Linked DNA regions of Zea mays: region 1 is linked to region 2. A link is a contact called in public Hi-C data. All regions are on one chromosome and are shown on one strand. Each heading gives the region's core, a stretch centred on a gene start, on an enhancer-like site or on the middle of the called end of the contact. The rest is flanking DNA. Distances are from core to core; before and after follow the strand shown. Region 1 holds the start of LOC100285730 (NADP-dependent oxidoreductase P2). Region 2 holds the start of LOC100282075.

Evidence for each region. Hi-C and Micro-C count contacts between places; a contact is called where the count stands out from the background.
Region 1: a Hi-C map of leaf shows a contact between it and region 2, with 4 times the contacts expected there. The contact joins the promoter of LOC100285730 here to the promoter of LOC100282075 in region 2. A contact is called at or near these places in 3 of 25 Hi-C or Micro-C datasets (ear, leaf and tassel).

Annotation. Positions count from the first base shown.
Region 1 is chr10:34,333,523-34,339,372 of Zm-B73-REFERENCE-NAM-5.0, reverse strand. LOC100285730 (NADP-dependent oxidoreductase P2) reads left to right here and starts at 2,882. Exons shown (of 5, transcript NM_001158621.2): 1 at 2,882-3,238. The coding sequence starts at 3,008.
Region 2 is chr10:34,120,774-34,127,010 of Zm-B73-REFERENCE-NAM-5.0, reverse strand. LOC100282075 reads left to right here and starts at 2,467. Exons shown (of 10, transcript NM_001154988.2): 1 at 2,467-3,106. The coding sequence starts at 2,687.

The sequences.
Region 1 (5,850 bases), core at 1,633-4,132, 210 kb before region 2:
ATATTGTTTATCTTCTATCAACCTTATTTTGTTATGAAGTATGGGTTAGAATTATACACTTAATTTGTTCTATATCTAACACCTAAATCTTCAGAAAATCATAACTCGTTAACCGTAACTTCGAATTTAGTGGTTCTCAAACCTAGGATCTAGTTACGATGCATAGAACATTATTATGCAGTTTGTTCTTATGTTTGGTGTGATCTTAATTTTGCCTATACGATGTTTGTTTGTATTGCTATGAATAGTAGCGAGGTTACGAGTCACTTGAAGAGCAAGCGGGTACCTGGGGATCTCAAGTCTAAGGCAAGTTGTGTCCTTGATCACTCTTCTTTACCTAATAATGTTCATGTTAATCACTGTGATATGCTCAGTTTAATTTGATGGGACCTAATAGGTTCCCTAGCATTGTTTATTCCCCCACCATACAAATAGATGAACTATTGGGTAGATTTGCTATTGCTCTATTTGGTTTTGGGAAACTAATGTTTTATTATGATCATGTTACAATTATGTTGTCATTTTAATTATTGTTCATGATAAGATCATATTGTTAATTGGAACATGGAGAACCACCCGGGAAAACAGTGCTATCATAAGGGTGGAATGGGACGCCCTTGGCCAAGTAATTAGAAAAGCTAGGGAGAGATTATCTTACCCGGAAGGGCCAAGCGGGGAGGCATTGCTGCTAGAGTATAGGGAAGTCCTTGGGTCGAACTGTCTATAAAGATTTTTAAACAAAGGAATTCATATGCTTCCTTCTTTCTGAATCCGTAGCGCATTTTCTCGAACTAGTAGAACTTTGGAAAGGCCTTGTAGTGCTACCCTGCCTCGCTTCCTCGGTAGAGGTGTATGGGGTCCGATCAACCCCATGGCAAATGGGTAACATGACTTGTTGGTAAATATGTGCAACCTCTATAGAGTGTAAAACCGGTATATCAGTCGTGCTCACGGTCATGAGCGACTCGGACACTCACATGATTAATTTATGGAAGTAAACTTAATCTCTCATATGCATTGCATGGCGGGTGTTATTATCAATTGCGATCTCTTATTTAATATGGTTGGTATCTACTTACACTTAGTAACTGCTAATAAAATTTCGACCAACTCTAAAAGCAATGCTCAGTTGTAACCATATCCTTTGGTAAGCCTTACACTTCACATGAGCTCTCACCTTTGGTGAGTTCATGCACATTATTCCCCACAACTTGTTGAGCGATGAACGTATGTGAGCTCAACCTTGCTGTACTCACATCCCCTAGGTCAAGAACAGGTACCACAGGAGGAGGCGCATGAAGGATGCTGTGATGAGTACGTGAGTGGTCTAGGCCGTCGTCTCTCAGTCAACTATAATTGCTGGATCGTTGTTTTCGTATGATGTAATTATTTAACTATTTTATACAGAACTCTGTTATAGATTAAAGATGTGACATTTGTTTCTGTACCATGAGTCATCATATGTGTGAGATTTGATCCTAGCACACTTTGTGATTTCGCGCCCGGGTTTGGACCCCTGAATCCAAGTGTGAAAGAGGATGATGAGTTCATCACTCCCATACAAACAATGCATGGACCGACAACACGAGCATGTGCACGACAGCTAAATCTCCAGGTTCATTCTAACCTAGTGAATTGTGTTTTAGAGCTTACGCTTGGTGCCATGGATGTTTTTATGATTAGAAACCTTGGAAAGGACCAACAAGGACTTGGGAAAGGCTAAAACGTCAAGGAGGAGAAGCTATGACGTTCGCAATAAGAAAAAGCCAAGTCCGACTCAACTTCATTTCCACCTTGGAGTCCATGACCAGTCTGCATTAAAACGGACACTCAGGATGAATCTAAACTCCGATTAAGTTGGACTTTATATGGATGGAAATATAAGGAGATAAAATTTCTAACCCAACTAGAACCAACTTAAAATTCATTCGAAGTCAGAGGGAATCATCGAAACAAGTTAGAGTTCATATTTTATTTTGGTGGTGTGATACTGTCTCTTGGGCTGCTAGGCCATGTAGCGTGTTGTAGCCTATTAGGGGTGCAACCAGGGGTCACACACGCCCCTAACCTCTATTTTATCAGCAGTTGCCGCTATATTAAGGTTTGGGTTTTGCTTAGATCATATCTGTCATCGAACAATATCGTCGTTCATCGTTTTGTAAGACCCCAACTCGTAATCAACATAATTTTTGGTTGTGTTCTTCCTGTTCTTGCTTGTGTGCTTGATTGTTCTTGTAGGGATAAGCCTTCGTGACCAGGTCATTCGTGTGTCACAGGTGATAACCAACGGAATAGTGGTGTATTGATTGCGATGATATGTTCGCTCCGAGCATTGGATGAACAACATCGAGATCTCCACTCAATCAAGTTATCGTACCTCACGAAAGATCAGGCCTTGCTTATATCAAGCGATATCAAGATTAAGGTTGCTCGTGAGGTATAATCCTACCTTTATATTCATTTTGTTTCGTCACATAACCCACAAAAAGCCAAAAAACCATTGATCTCCCACTTTCTTTATCCAAAATAGGCAATCTATTTATCTAAAAGAAAGAGAAAAAATAGACCTACAACTTTCACGTTGTGATCGAGTTTTTTGCGTTTGACATCTTTAAATTGGTCAAACAATCTGTTGAAGTTAGAGCATAAAATCTGTGATAGATAGACAAGAATTTTTTTGATACTCATGTGTTATATCTTGTTTTAATCAGTAATTAACGTAACTAGCAGTAAAGACCACTTTCTTTCATTAGATCTAGCACCAGTCACTGAAATTAACGCCTCAACGGACCATGGCGCGCGTTGTTGGCTAGTGGTTGGAAGATATCTACTGTACTCCGTCTGTACCCTCAGCCTCCACGGACCACAGGCCAGAAAAAGGCTTCGCCTTGGACTCCCCCACACAACGCAGCACCCGCACTCTCCAGGCGTCTGCCAATCCGAAACGAAACCCACCCGTCGCCTAGAGGCAAACCAGGACTGAGATTGAGCGGAGAGCAGCACAGCCATGGCGGGGCAGGAGGTGGCGAACAAGCGGGTGGTACTGAAGCGCTACGTGACGGGGTTCCCCGGCGCGGACGACATGGAGGTGGTCACAGGCACCGCGCGCGTGGCCGTGCCGCCGGGGTCGACGGCCATGGTGCTCAAGAACCTCTACGTGTCGTGCGACCCTTACATGCGCGGCCGTATGACCAAGCACGAGAGGCCCAGCTACGTCCCGGACTTCGTCGTGGGGGAGGTAATTAAATTATATGTAACAACACTAGGAACAAATCAATGACCAAGTCGTACACTCGGCGAATATTAATTTTCTATTTTTTGTCCCTAATTCTTGTATTGGTATATTATTACTTCTATTTTAGAGTATCTACTAGAGTTTTTTTCTCGGCCTCGGTTTTTCCTATTCTTTCTTGTCTTTCTTCTCTGTTTTGCCCCCCTTCTTTTATATGAACTCGCAGTCACAGCACCCTTCTCTTTCCGCGTTCTCGCGGATGTGGGGAAACCGATATAAAAGAACCAAACAAAGATAAATCCAAAAGGTTCTAAGGTAAAAATAGGGAAGGGAGTAAGGGCCTGTTTGTTTACCCCTCAGATTATATAATTTAGATTAAATAATCCTAAGAGTCAAACAAACAGTCCAGCTTATTTGCCGAGATTATATAATTTAACCTCTTGGATTATGATAATCCATAAGCAAGTGAGGAGGTGCTTATTTCAGATTATTTTTTTCCCACTTCCCCACTACCCTTTCAAGTTTCCTAGAAATTACCCACCATTGCCATTATAACCCACCATTGGCATTATTGTCTTCCTCATACAAAAGAATCCTATTAATAACTCAAATAATCTGGATAAACAAATGGGACTACTCAGATTATATAATCCAGATTATATAATCCAGATTATATAATCCAGATTATATAATCCTCCAAAAATAATCTAGATTATATAATCCATGGGTTAAACAAACAGGCCCTAAATAGAACATTCTATGAAAAAGTAGTCCATAGTTTTAGTTTCTTAGTTTAATGCACTAATCCATATTTTAACTTCAGTAAAGCTATACTTCACTCGGCAGATTTGATGTGATATGTCACACGATTTCTGGTTCGTTGGATCTTCTTTTGGCTTCCATCCTCACCACAAGCTGCGAGTTCAGGTGGGGCCGTACGCTCCCCGTGCAAAGCTGAAAAAATTACACGGCAAAGATGTCCGGCTTAAGCTTTGTTCGTTTGTATCGGATGGTACCCGGAATCGTTTTAACTAATCAAAGTTTATATAAATTAGAGAATGAATCCGGTTAGGAATCGTTCCGACCTATCAATCCGGCACAAACGAACAAGGCTTTAGAGTTTGTTCGTTTTGGTCTCAATCCAGTAAGGGCTTGTTCGGTTAGCTCTCAATCCACATGGATTGAGTGGGATTGGGTGGGTTTAAATCCCAAGAAAGTCAAACTTTTTTCTTAATTTTTTCTAATCTCATCTAATCCATAGATAACGGGATTAACCGAACAAAGTCTAAGTTGGTAGGATTGAGTAGATTTTAATTCTAAGCAAGTCAAAAAAATTTATAATTTTTATAATTATATGTAGTCCATATAGAAAAAGAATAACCGAACAAGCCCTTGTGTGGCTAAACTGAGAGGGTCATGACAGATCTAGGATAGAGGCTGGCATCATATAGTAATTTCAGTATAATCATGAGAAAATGGTTTACGGTTATAAGACGCAGGTGTAACAGCAGTCTGCAGGCCATCATCGTTCATGCGCATGACACACCAGCCCTCACACGCTTGCAATTTGTATATTCTCTCCGTGCCGGCTATGCTCATTCACGTTACGGCCATATCCAGCCTCCCTAATCTATGATTCAAATCCTCTGATCTGTTTTTTTATCCGAGATGATAGTATATGTCTGCACGCCTGCATATGGCTTGGCCGCTGCTGTTTTTTTTTTATCCAACGCAAGGATCATCTTCGTGGTCATCTTGCTATTTCAGACAACGCGTGCCACTTGGACAAATACGTAACGCGCTTCGTCGATTGGCAAGTACTTTCAGACCTAGGGCACGTTTGGTTTCTTTAGTCTAGAGACTAAAATTTAGTTAGGAACTAAAATTTAGTCTCTACCATATTTAGTTATATAGACTAAAAATATGTAGAACACATTAAATAAATCATAAGAAGACCAAAAATATCACACTTAGCATTATTTACCATTAGTGCAACTAAAATAAAAGGTGCAGAAGTAGAATTAATATGGTTTAGTCATCTTTAGTCATCCTTTGGAGGACTATAGACTAAAACACTTTATTACCTGTTTTAGTCCCATCGTTTAGCCATTTATGGACTAAATAATATTAAAATGTAATGACTAATCTTTAGTCTCTCAAACCAAACAGGGACTTATAATAGCATATTTTATTATTGATGTTTGTGTGTAAGTTATATGTTTAGTTGGTCTAAATTGATTGTTCAATATTGACAATGGCCATTTGGATTACATTATATATATATATATATATATATATATATATATATATATATATATATATATATATATATATATATATATATATATATATATTCATTTTTTGGTGTTTTTTTGATTTGTACGTTTGCTGTATTTGGTTCCACTTTATAATATTTCAATTTGGCTTTCTAGAAATAATTTTGCCAACGTTTTTGTTCTTTTTAATCTATGTATCGAACATTTCATGATCAATCTAACAATAGTCGATTCTGTCATCTGTCCAATTTCAAGTGTTTTAACGCCATCTAACACTCACACGTAAACCTCTAAGTGATAGATCAATCGGTTTTTCTGCATTAAAAGCAGGGCCGGACCTGG
Region 2 (6,237 bases), core at 1,218-3,717:
GTTATCCTAAATCATATTAGATAGATAGTTATACGCTACATTTATGTTATAGAGAAACAAGTAACATGTAAATCTATAGAATTAATTTCCATCTCTCACCCCATAAATTTGAGATAGGCTTATATATACACTTTGGAAAGTTGTGGAATATCACATTCTAAAAAATAGCCTATTGCATTAGTTAAATTCTAATTCCTTAAAATGAAGGGAAACAAACGGGCCCTATATGTATTCTGAGATGTGGAGTTCCTAGTGAAGTGATGTACTACACACCAAAATCACAGCTTATTGCCTAATATAACATTCAAATATGGTACAATCCTATTCAGATAAAAATTGTTTACCTCCAATCCTAACATAGCCTCCAATGTCCAATCAGAGTTGGAATTTGAGACTGGTTGTACTCTAGTTGTCCAATCAACAAGGTTTATTTTACTTTTCTGCATTAAGTTGGAAGCAACATGGAGAATAAATTGTTATTATGGAGATATGTGGGCAAATATGCTCAACGCCTTCTATATTCCTCCTGATCACATAATTATCTAGTGGTACAAATTTCTATTTTTCCTCTTCTAGCTACGCAAAGGTAAAAAAGTAAAGTTAGTCAAAATCTTTGTCACAGGTTGCAAAAAGCGTAATTTAGTTTGAATATATAGAAAACAAGAATAAAGTAAGATCCCTGACCGACTCTAGCATTAACCTAAAGTGTTCCATTCAACTATAATTGTTAGACTGTAAATGAACGTCCCACAATAGCTAATATCTTATGATCGTAGGAAAAATCCATGGATAAGATATTCACTCTTTATCCAAGCAGTGCAAAAAAAGTTTGGTGATGAAATGCTTTTAAGCGATACATACCGCTAACTGGAGAACATGACCCAATCAAAACAGCAGCACCAACCCCCTCTTCATCGGCAACAACATTGGGCATCATGTGAAATACAGAACATAGACACACATGCACATGGCCTCCCGGTCCAAAATACACACAAAGGTGCAACTATAGGTCAGGTAATTTTAGAATAATTGACACTATGCACACTTGCCCGAGGACTATGACAATGTATAACTATTTGATAGACATGATCTCTGAATGACATGTCCTACCCTTCAATATTGCCATAAATTGATCCATTCAATTATATCAACAATTAAATGAAGAAACAATTGCAAGCAGCCCAAAAGGCTCTTCCGCAAACAAATTAGACAAACAATTAAAGAGCAATAAGACAGATAAAAACATACTACTCGACAACAGGCAACATAGAGCCCAAAAGAAAGGTCTACAACACGCTTCTTCGCATCAAGTAGAGGTACACGACCAAATTTAGAAAAAAAATCAAAGAGAGAGAGAGAGAGAGAGAGAGAGAGAGAGAGTCGTACCACGGCTCCTCGTGGATTTGCTAGTCGAGGGTCGGATCTAGGATGAAGAAAGCGCCAACGAACATCACGTGCATCGAGAGCACCATCAATCTAAAACATTACTTTGAAGTCTGTTGGGCCCGTGAGGAAGTTCATTAGTACTACGAACAAGCAGCAGTTGCAGAAATATCTATCAATATCACATAGGCAGGTCGACAGCCGTTAGAGGTGACCACTAACCACGAGCAGTGTGTTTTCTGTACAAATGCTAGATGGGTGTAGCATTATTCATTGTGTCAAGAGCATTTGTATTTGGTGGACCTCCTTCTTGCCCTTGGTCGACAACACCCTATGCAGTGGCTTCATAGGGGAGAAGCCGAAGTAGCATGCCTGGCGCGGTGGCGAGGGGGAGACGGAGGATGAGTCGCTCCCCTTGTCCTGCTCCCACAGCATCGGTCGCCGACCCAAACAACTAATCTAGGTCGTGGTGATGCCGACGAGGTGGTCTGGTGGTGCTTCAACGCCAAAGCTGGGGTCCACGTGTCCATAGTGAACGACAAACCCCGAGGCATCTTGATCGGCATCTCGCTCACTCTTCTCCGCCCGTGTCTGGGACATGCCTTCTCCGATGAACGAGCGATCCGATCCACAGATAAGATTGGCGCCGCCCTCGTCGACTGCTACGGCCGCGACAACTTCTCCAGCGACTCCAAACGCGGAGGGCCATGGACCCGCTACGGCGGAGGGGTGGGGCAGGATCTCGGGGAGGGGCTGGATCTCATGGAGAGATGAGAGAGGGGCAGGGCAGTTGAGGGAGAGTGCGAGAGAGGGAGGCGCCCCTGCGGTGTGAGGAGCGCTTTCCGCCTACACGCGACAGGAATGGAAGAACATGAAATAAGAATAAAAATGACAAAACATTGAATTATAGACTACTACTTGCCTAAATAAGTAGTAGTAAATATTTAGAGATATATTGTTATAGCTTAATTTTTTATTGGTAATCTAAATCTTATAATATATATATATATATATATATAATATTTTAGACTATTTTTATAGACACATTGCGGCAGATGCTCTTACATGCAAGCCCCAAGCCCCGAAACCTGTGAGGGTCAGTACTATAAATATCCGATCTCGTCGGAACCCTACCCTTTTGAGAACTCCCCTTCTCCGCCACTACCGAAGCCCTTGTACCCCTCACCGCCGCCGCTGCTGCTAGGGAGCTTCCATCCGCGCGCGCCTACAACGAGAGCTAGCAGCGGTAGCGGCCGTTATCTTGTCGCTCCGGCTCCGTTCGTGTACCCAAGTCCCAGCCTAGATGCCGCAGATGGAGGGGTCCACTGATCAGATCGCCGCCGGCTGGTTCGCTAAGGAGCCGGCTTCCGAGCGGCCCGTGGGCTTGCCGAGGACCGGCTCTTCCAGTCGCCTCAACGCGCAGGCGCCGGAGTTCGTGCCGCGGGGGCCGCCGCCACCGGCGCCGGCGGTTGTGCTGCCGCCTCCGCCGCAGGTGATCCGCATGTTCGCCGCGCCTCCCCCGCCGCCGCGTGGGGGCTTCTTCTCCGCGCCGCAGCCCCGGCCGTTCGAGTACTATGCGCCTATCGGTGAACGCAGCGGATTTGCTGCCAAGGAGCAACAGGCGCCGGAGCTGGAAGCGGAGATGCTCCCGCCCGCCGCGGTGAAGACGGAGCCGGTGGTGGATGGGCTCGACGACGAGGTGGTGCACAAGATCACCAAGCAGGTAGGTGTTGTTTTTCCGGTTTCATATGTTCAAACCAAGCCGATTTGGAATCATATGTCGGGAATCTGTTATTAAATTAGTTTTCATATATGTTCAGACCCAGCTGGTTTATGCTTGTTTTTGAGCGTATGTGAAGAAATTTTGAAGTTGTATTGGTCAATACTTCAATTTTATCTGTTGGAACCAACACAGTATAACTAATAACTAAGGTCATGTTTGGAAGCAACCTAGTTTATAAGAATCCAGTTTCTGTCTCCGGTTTCTAGAATCTGGTTTATGAAAAAAGCTGTCTAATGATGTTTGGAACAATCTCAGTTTTTCATAAACTAGTTTTAGCTAGGAAATGCTAGCTTCTTGTTTTTTAAAAAACCGAGAATCCAGTTTCTATAAACTGGGCCATAAACTGATATGTTTGGAACCACATGTTTTTATAAACTAGATTTTTAAAAACTGGGTGCTTCCAAACAGGCCCTAAGACAGTGCAGTACTGAGTCTGTCCAAGTTATGTGAAAATGTTAGATCTGCATTTGGGTGTTGACCTAAATGTTCTGAACATACATTATAGTTTTGCTTGCTAATGATCCCCTTTAGGGCATGTCTTCGATGTGTTTCCTTTGATACTGTCATGCGGTTGAAAAAATTAAGAATCCAGCCATTTGTTGTTGTACTTATGCTTTCGATTGAGGGAGTCATTCCTAGAGCCTATTTGCAGAATGTTGTTTTTTATGAATGGAAAAAGTAATATTCCAGGAAAACTGGGTACTTTATCTAATCACAAATATATGATTATCCGGTTTTGTCATAAAGTTTGTCTAACAATATGAAGATTTTATATAAATTGACCTCAATGTATTTATTATGAGCATTACTTGCAAGCCAAAGTTAGAAGTGTTTGGCTTAGGACCAATTTGGATGGACTTATTTGTGATTAGAGGGGTTATAGTATGGAGGAGCTAGATAAAAAAGTATGCCCATATTCTTAGATGGTTGGTACTCCCTCAAATAGCAATTTGTTTTGTCTTCTCTAGATACATACTTTTTTATTATGTATTAGACATAGTCTATATGTAGGTGCATATCATAAGCTATGTATGTAATTGACTTACAATTTGGGATGGAGGGAGTAGTAGTTAACTAGTTGATGCCATGCTGTCCATCTTTTGGTTGTGCAATGTACTTTTGCAACTGCTCATGATTTGTCATATTGTTACTTTTCATTATATTTTGTTGATGCATCTTCTACGATATTTTTTAGGTAATTGTTTAGACATTAAAACACTTCTGGCACCACAAACATTCTGGTCTGAGTGAATTCCTTGTCAGCATGTTCAATCGAACTTCTAAGACTAAATTTGATCATGTGATGCTACTGTAAACATTTGCTAATCATGGATTTATTAGCTTAATAAATTTGTCTAGTCGTTTAGTCTTTGACTCTTCATCTATGTAATTAGTTTTGCAATTAGACTACATTTAATACTCATAATTGGTGTTCAAACATCTGATGTGACACGGACTAAACTTTAATCAGAAGAACCAAACACCCTACTGCCTCTTTTCATGTCAACTTTGGCCTTCCCCTGCCTCTCTTTCCATTAGTATCACGCCTTAGGATCCCACTACACACTCGTTTCTTTGGAGGTCTACGTTGGATATGTCAAACCATCTTAACCGGTATTGGACAAACTTTTCTTTAATTGGTGCTACCCCCAGCTTATCACACATATCATCGTTCTTGGCCACAAATTCAACGCAACATACAAATTTATGAAACACTTATCTATTGAACATGTCGTCTTGTGTAGGTTAGCATTTCACACCATATAACATAGCAGGTCTAATTGCGTTTTATAAAACTTGCCTTTTAGCTTCTATGATACCCTCTTTTCACATAGAATGCCAGATGCTTGATGCCACTTACACCCACCTTGTTTTGATTCTATGGCTAACATCTTGGTCAATATTATTGTCTCTATGCATTGATTCTAAATACTAAAAGGTATCCTTCCTGTGCACTACTTGGTCTTCCAAACTAACATCTCCTTCCTCATGTAGTAGTGCTGAAGTCATATCTCATATATTCAGTTTTAGTGCACTACTTGGTCTTCCAAACTAACATCTCCTTCCTCATGTAGTAGTGCTGAAGTCATATCTCATATATTCAGTTTTAGTTCTACTAAGTCTAAAGCCTTTGGATGACTAATCTTTTCAATGGTGAGAACGAGATTATGAACACCCAATTGGATGACTCCTTTGATGATTTAAATAGATACTTTGTACACAGGATTTAAGAATCAAAGGTCTAAGAAGTTGTAAAGAGGATGAAAGGGGGCAAGTCGATGGGCCTGGATGGTATCCCAATAGAGGTGTGGAAATGCCTTGGGGATATTGATATTGTTTGGCTAACCAAGTTGTTCAACCATATTTTTCGATCAAACAAGATGTCTGATGGGTGGAGGAGTACATGTTCAACCATATTTTTCGATCAAACAAGATGTCCGATGAGTGGAGGAGTACATTAGTACCAATCGTCAAGAACAAGGGAGATATTCAAAGTTGTACCAACTATCGAGGGATTAAGCTCATGAGCTACACTATGAAGCAATGAGAGAGAGTTATTGAGCATCGCCTGAGAGGAATGATGCATATCACCATAAACCAATTTGGATTCATGCTTTTAAGGTCAACCATGGAAGCAATTTTCTTAATAAGACAGGTCATGGAGCGGTATAAGGAGCAGAAGGACTTATATATGGTTTTTATCGACTTGGAAAAGGCCTATGATAAAATACTTAGGAATCTCATGTGGTGGGCATTAGATAAGTATAAAGTCCCAACAAAGTATGTTAAGCTCATCAAGGACATGTATGACAAGGTTGTGACTAGCGTCCGAACAACTGATGGTATATAAATGTTTTTCCGATTAACATAGGACTACATCAAGGTTCAACTTTGAGTCCCTATCTATTTGCCTTAGTGATAGATGAGGTCACGAGGGATATACAAGGAGATATCTCTTGGTCTATGCTTTTCGCTGACGATGTAGTTCTAGTAGATGAAAGCCGGGAAGAAGTAAATAGAAAGTTATGACATCAGACCCTAGAGTCAAAAGGATTTAGAATAAGCAGGAC